2 separate regions of the Mus musculus genome follow, and region 2 is linked to region 1. Evidence: chromatin contacts called from public Hi-C data. All regions are on one chromosome and are shown on one strand. The core of a region is the stretch at or near the end of the contact, and the rest is flanking DNA. Distances in the headings are between cores, read along the strand shown. Region 1 overlaps Sema4f (sema domain, immunoglobulin domain (Ig), TM domain, and short cytoplasmic domain). Region 2 overlaps Slc4a5 (solute carrier family 4, sodium bicarbonate cotransporter, member 5).

Region 1 (2,980 bases), core at 111-2,610:
TAACGAAGCAAGAAAGGAGGCGATGGTGTCTTCAAGCACGTGCAGAGCCTAGCTTCACTAGCTTCCGAGGAGGACTGGAGAGAGGTGGGATCTCCAGCAGCAGTGTGTCCAGGGACTGGCCTCAGGCAGCAGGCCAGGGAGGAACTGCCTCACAGCAACACCTCCTCCATTTATGTGGCCCAAGTGTGGTGACTATGGACCATGGTCCTTTAACCTCATTAAGGCCTTGAGAATCTGATGAAAGCCATCACACACACACACACACACACACACACACACACACACACACGCACGCACGCACACATGCCACACATGGACAGACATTTCTTTGCATACAATTTCAGGGAGTCCTGCTAGGGGACTCCTGCTTTAGGGCAAGGGTGAAAGTCACTGAGGCAAATCTTCTTGAACCTGCTTGTAATTTCCTACACACTTTTCTGGGTTCCTTTTGTCATCCCTCAATAGCTAGAATGTTGTGAAGTTCATTTTAAATGGAAGCCAAGGAAAGAGGGCTCAGCCTCCACTCCAGCCAGGGAAAAAGCAGCGGTGGCACGGCAGTGGTGGCAGCCAGAGGAGAAAGATGAGGAGAAGGACGGGGCCACGTGTCCTGCTGCCCTTCCCACCAGAAGGTCACTTTGGGAACTTTGCTCAAAGTTGAAGAAGCGCTGTGGGGTGATGGGGTCGTGTGGTTTCCCTCACTGGCTACCGAGGGTAAAGTTGTCCCCCGTTCCAACCTTCCTCTCCGACCCCCCAAAAGCACCTAGGCACCGGCCCTGTCATCCACACACACCTGGACAGGTCTTCGAGGCACACCAGTGTATAGACACACACTCTTCAAGGGACAAAGGGAAACTGAGTTGGGAGAGATCTCAAGGCAGTCCGGGGATCATGCGCTCCCCAGAGTCAGCAAACTGGAAAATCATCATACAGGCACCACACGGATGCAGGGCACACGCGCTCCAACCACCCCGCAGTGCTCCCTCTTTCCGGGGGCCCACCATAAGCAAATCAGAGCCTGTGTCCTTGCTCCACCCCACAAGCTGATGATGGGCCCAAGACAAGAGGCCATAGCAGAGGGCTACAGGGTTGATCTCTCATGAGAATCAGGAATCAGGCAAAGGTCTGGCCCTCAGCTCATCCAGGTCCAGAGGACAGACACTGACGTGTGATCACACAGACTCCAAGAGAATGGAGCAGCCATGATCGTCTCCCAGGTTCAGTGACCCTGGTCTTCGTAGCCGCTAGTTCCAGAGATTGCTCATGGCTGGCAGTCATTTTCCTGGCTTTAGATAGACGTCTCATCGCACGTGGCCAGAGGAGCCCCAGTGAGCCGGATGTGGGCTGGGCTCGGGCAAGAATCCAGCAGGAAGGGTGGAGGGAAGCCACCAAAACCACTGCCCCGCTTACCCAGGGCCAGGGGCAGCCGTTCATCTTCAGGTGAAGGAGAGGGAGGGTCTTGGCTATAGCTTGTGGTCCCAGAAGGTGGAGCCCCCAGATCTAAGCCCACCTTGTCTCTAGCTAGAAGCTCCCTCTGTCGCCGCCGCTGCTGACGGCGACCAATCAGGAGGAGAGTGAGAGATGCTGCTAGAACACCCAGGAAAAAGCCAACCAGCCCAGCCCCCACAACGGTGTGGGCCCGGTTTGCGGGCCCCCTCTGGCTGCCCCACACCAAGCTATAAGCAGCCACCACACGGGCGGCTCCACCCTCCTGACACTCGCAAGCATAAGCCCCCATGGCCCCTGGGGTCACCACCACCTCTAGCCCATCCCTTCGTGGGGTGAGCGAAGTCACTCCACTGGGCTGGTGCCACACACAGGATGCCCAGGCAGAACTGGGGGAGCACGGCAGGACCACGTGGCCCACCGTAGCCACTGGAACTTCAAACACTACCGGATGTTCTGTGGAGAGAAGGCAAAGACACAAAAGACATGAAGCTATAGGCAGGAAGTAGGATGGGGGCATATGGAGAGATGTCATATATAAGATATGTAGGGACATTGCCAAAAGGGATTCCCAAAAATGGAAAGGCCCTGGGTCCTGGGTCCTGGGTCCTGGACTGCCATGTCTTCATGGGATCAAGTCTTTTGAATGAGACAAAAAAGATCAACTCTCTAGCCCCTTTCTATACATTCCACCCGCATTTCTCTGAGCCATACAAACCTCCAGGTTCTTTTGGACACAAAGAAGAGACATCTGCTGACTCTATGTCTTGAACCATCCTACAGAGAAGAGAATATCTGGTAAACCTAGTGTTCCAATGTGCTTGCACCTTCCTCAGACCCTCACAGTACCATGGTACTCAGCCCCACGGTACTCCCACTACCACAGTACTTGGTTACCACAGTACTCAGTTATCACAGTACTTGGTTGCCACAGTATTCAGTTAACAAAGTACTCAGTTAACACAGTACTAAGTTATCACAGTACTCAGTTATCATAGTACTTGGTTACCACAGTACTCAGTTATCACAGTACTTGGTTGCCACAGTATTCAGTTAACAAAGTACTCAGTTAACACAGTACTAAGTTATCACAGTACTCAGTTATCATAGTATTTGGTTATTACAGTACTTGGTTACCACAGTACTCAGTTATCATAGTACTTGGTTGTCACAGTATTCAGTTAACAAAGTACTCAGTTAACACAGTACTCAGTTATCATAGTATTTGGTTATCACAGTACTTGGTTACCACAGTACTTAGTTATCACAGTACTTGGTTGTCACAGTATTCAGTTAACAAAGTACTCAGTTAACACAGTACTAAGTTATCACAGTACTCAGTTATCATAGTATTTGGTTACCACAGTACTCAGTTAACACAGTACTTAGTTATCACAGTACTCGGTTATCACAGTCCTGACTCCAGAACCCATCATGTTAGAAATCACTCCTGGAGTTAGTCAGCATTCACCCCTCCACCAAATCTTTCCTTAATGTACCTCAAGGCTTTTCCCTGTCAAGTATCCACATATTCCTA
Region 2 (3,233 bases), core at 499-2,998, 350 kb after region 1:
GGGGTTTGTTTTATGGGGTTCAGAGGAAGGTGGAGTGTTAGTATGGGTGGTTCTCTAAATGACAGACTAAATTATATGACCATCTTTCTGTTGTGAATGTCCCTTCCCATCACACATCTGATTTTGATCATATGTATACCTAATTTTGCATAGGTATAAGAAGTTTGATTTATTATAAAAACCTAGCTCAGGACGTCCCTAGTTTCTTATCCAGACACAAGGAGAGTATCATTGAGTAGAATTTATCTATGTTTGATGGTTGTTAAGGGGAGGAGACAGTTCCATTGTTCAGAGTGGAGTGTGTGTACAGCTCAGTGCAGGTGAGGGCCCTAGGTTGCTAATAAATTGCTAGGTATATGTGCAGAAAGGCATATGTGTACATAGTATAGTATAAAGGTTCTAGGCTGCTAAATGCACTATTAGAAGAGGTGAATGTAGGTAGCCCACATTAAGAGGAGTCCCAGGTTGGTAAGCTATTCCCTATGCTTGCTTGTCTCTAATGTATCTCGGAGGCATAGGTTTCTGATCTCAGATGACCGCCTGCTCTTGGAACTGGCTCTTTCCTATTGTTCCCTATTTCCCTTACTGTCCTTTGTCCTTATCCACCCACTGGAACCAAGTGGGCATCCTGAGAAATGGCTAGAATTGGTTCCTTTAAAGATAGCTGTGATGTGCTCACTCCCAGGAGGGGAGGACTGAGCCCTCTTTTCTCCTTTCTGCTTTTTTATCCTTCTCCATTCCTCACCAGCTATTCAGCGATGTGGCTTATAAAGCTCGGAACCGAGAAGATCTGATCGCAGGGATTGATGAATTTCTAGACGAGGTCATTGTCCTTCCCCCTGGAGAGTGGGACCCAAACATCAGAATTGAGCCACCCAAGAAAGTTCCCTCAGCTGACAAGAGGTGTGTGTTCGGGATAAGAGCAGCAGAGGGTACTCCACATCCGGCATTTTCTTCTCCCTGTAGCAAATCAGAAGCCAACACGGCCACTTATGAACAGCTCTAAAGTCAGGAGTGGGGACTGTGTAGGGGGATGCATATTACTGAATCATTTTCTGTCTTTCTGTGGTATGTGCAATGTGCGTTCACGTCTGAATATGTGTGGGTGCATATGTAGAGGCCCTGACGGTGGCACCAGGGAATTTTTCTTTGCTCTCCACCTTATTCACTGAGGCAGAATCTCTCAGTGAACCCAATGCTGCAGACAGATTTAGATAGTCTTGTTCTAGCTTGTTCTGGGGTTCCCCTGTGTTGGAATTCCAAGTGGCTGCCTTGTCCACCTGATCATCAAATGGCTTCTAGGAACCCAGCTCTTGCCCTCTTGTTTGTGTGGCAAATGCTTTAAACAGCTGAGCTCTCTCCCCACCCCCATCTTCATTCCCCCCCCCCCCCCCCCCCCCCCCCCCGCTTTTCAAGATAGTAGATAGTAGGTTGGGTTGTTTGTTTGTTTTTTGAGGGGGAAGGGGACAGTCCTGAGGGACTGGGCTCTTCCCAGCATTGAGAGCCCTGCTCTGCCCCATCTGCCTTCTCTTTCAGGAAATCTGTGTTCTCTCTGGCAGAGCCGGGCCAGATGAATGGCTCTGTGGGCGGAGGCGGAGCCTCGGCTGGAGGAGGCGGCAGTGGCGGAGGGGCTGGAGGCAGCGGGGCTGGCGGAGTGGGCAGTGGCGACGAAGCTGAGATGCCAGCTATGCACGAAATCGGGGAGGAGCTGATCTGGACCGGAAGGTGCCCGCTCCACACCTGGCAGAGAGCCTGCTGTCCTGAACCCTTCCTTCTTCCGGTCCTGTTAGCGATCCTCTCGCTGCTGTGTGCAGCGCCCCTTAGGGACGGGGATCTGACCACTGCAGTCGTCCCGCACTCTAGTGAATCGTGTGGCTCTGACAGAATTGTGTGGGGTGAGATGAACAGAAGGATCCCACCCGTGAGGAAGGAACCGAAACATTTCTCTAGGCATTCTTTAGTAATTGTATCCTATAGCGGCAGAAACAACGTATCACAAGCAAGGTAGTGTAAAATTACTGACGTCCATTTTCACATGAGTGTGAGATCAGAAGGTTAAAATGGAGATGTCACCAGGGAGCAGAGCCTTTGTGGATCCTACCTCTAATTCCTGGCACTGGAAAGACTGAGGCAGGAGGATTGTTGCAAGTTCCAGGCCAGCCTGTGTTATATAGTGTGAGGCCCTATCTCAACCCTACTCCTTAAATAAAGATGCCAGCAGTGCACCACTGCCTTTGAGCCTCTAGGAACGTCCTTCCTCTCCTTGAAAGACAGCCAGGAGTCTCATAGCACTCCTTGATTTGGCTGTTGTGTCACCTCAGTTTTTGTGTATAAATTTCCATGGCCTTGTCCCTGTGTGATATCTTTGGATAGTATTGCCTGGTTTCTATAATGGCTGGATCAAAGCATTCTTAATGAGTTCATTGTAACTTAATTACATCCTCTCTGCCTCCCTCTCCCGCCCCTTTGTGGTCTCAAGTAACCCAGGTTGACTTCAAGCTTGCTATAGCTAAGGATGATTTTAAATTGATGGTGCCCCCGCCCCTTCCTCTCCAGTGCTGAATTCACAGGCACCACCATGCTTGTCTTATAAACCAGGGCTTCATGCCTACCAGGCAAACATTACCAACTGAGCTTCATTCTCAACCCAGAGACTTTCTAAGTAAAACCATATTCACAAGTATACCAGAGGTTGGAGATTTAATGTATCTTTTAAAAAGAAGCAAGATCTTGAAATCTTAATTTTTTTTTTAAAGCTTCATTTTTCTTTCTTCTGGGGAACAAGAAAAAACTTTCCTGGCCTGAGTTCCCTGGCTGCTCTTGGAGTCACCTAGGTTGACCTAGGTTTAGGGAAGTCCAGAGAAGTACAAGGCTCTGTGCAACCGAAGCCGTTGGGAATGAAGCTGTGTGCTGAGTCTTTCTCGCTGTGATAAGATTCTCTGACAAAAGCAACTGAAGGGAGAAAGGTTCGAAGTTTAAGTAACAGCAGCTCATGCTGGGAAAGTCAAAGTGCAGGAGTTGGAGGGAACTGGTTACATTGTATCCACAGATACATTGTATCAAGACACGAGAGCATTAAGCTCTGGCTCATTTTTTTCCCCAGTCTCTCTCTCTCTCTCTCTCTCTCTCTCTCTCTCTCTCTCTCTCTCTCTCTCTCTCTCTCTCTCTCTCTCTTTTCGAGGCAGGGTTTCTCTGTGTAGCCCTCCTGTCCTGGAACTCACTCTGTAGACCAG

The links. A called contact is a pair of places that touch in the nucleus more often than the background predicts.
Region 2: a Hi-C map of CD8 T cells shows a contact between it and region 1, with 2.3 times the contacts expected there. The contact joins two enhancer-like sites. A contact is called at or near these places in 3 of 15 datasets of contacts at CTCF or cohesin (embryonic stem cells, large pre-B cells and pro-B cells), 27 of 484 Hi-C or Micro-C datasets (B cells, CD4 T cells, CD8 T cells and 12 more), 8 of 115 datasets of contacts at active chromatin or transcription factors (bone marrow-derived dendritic cells, bone marrow-derived macrophages, embryonic stem cells and 2 more) and 3 of 9 other capture datasets (adipose tissue, embryonic stem cells and liver).

Annotation. Positions count from the first base shown.
Region 1 is chr6:82,912,206-82,915,185 of GRCm38.p6, forward strand. Sema4f (sema domain, immunoglobulin domain (Ig), TM domain, and short cytoplasmic domain) reads right to left here. Exons shown (of 14, transcript NM_011350.4): 13 at 2,162-2,220; 14 at 1-1,899. The coding sequence ends at 1,286. Among named protein-coding and RNA genes, the nearest start is that of Sema4f, 26 kb to the right of the region's middle. Within about 2 kb of position 1,361, at least 81 of the 459 cell types and tissues checked have an H3K27ac peak or open chromatin away from gene starts, as enhancers often do. A contact at or near this core is called in CD8 T cells, the HL-1 cell line, the P5424 cell line and 3 more, where this site is marked.
Region 2 is chr6:83,266,658-83,269,890 of GRCm38.p6, forward strand. Slc4a5 (solute carrier family 4, sodium bicarbonate cotransporter, member 5) reads left to right here. Exons shown (of 25, transcript NM_001166067.1): 9 at 749-903; 10 at 1,537-1,725. Among named protein-coding and RNA genes, the nearest start is that of Slc4a5, 31 kb to the left of the region's middle. Within about 2 kb of position 1,749, at least 306 of the 459 cell types and tissues checked have an H3K27ac peak or open chromatin away from gene starts, as enhancers often do. A contact at or near this core is called in CD8 T cells, the HL-1 cell line, the P5424 cell line and 3 more, where this site is marked.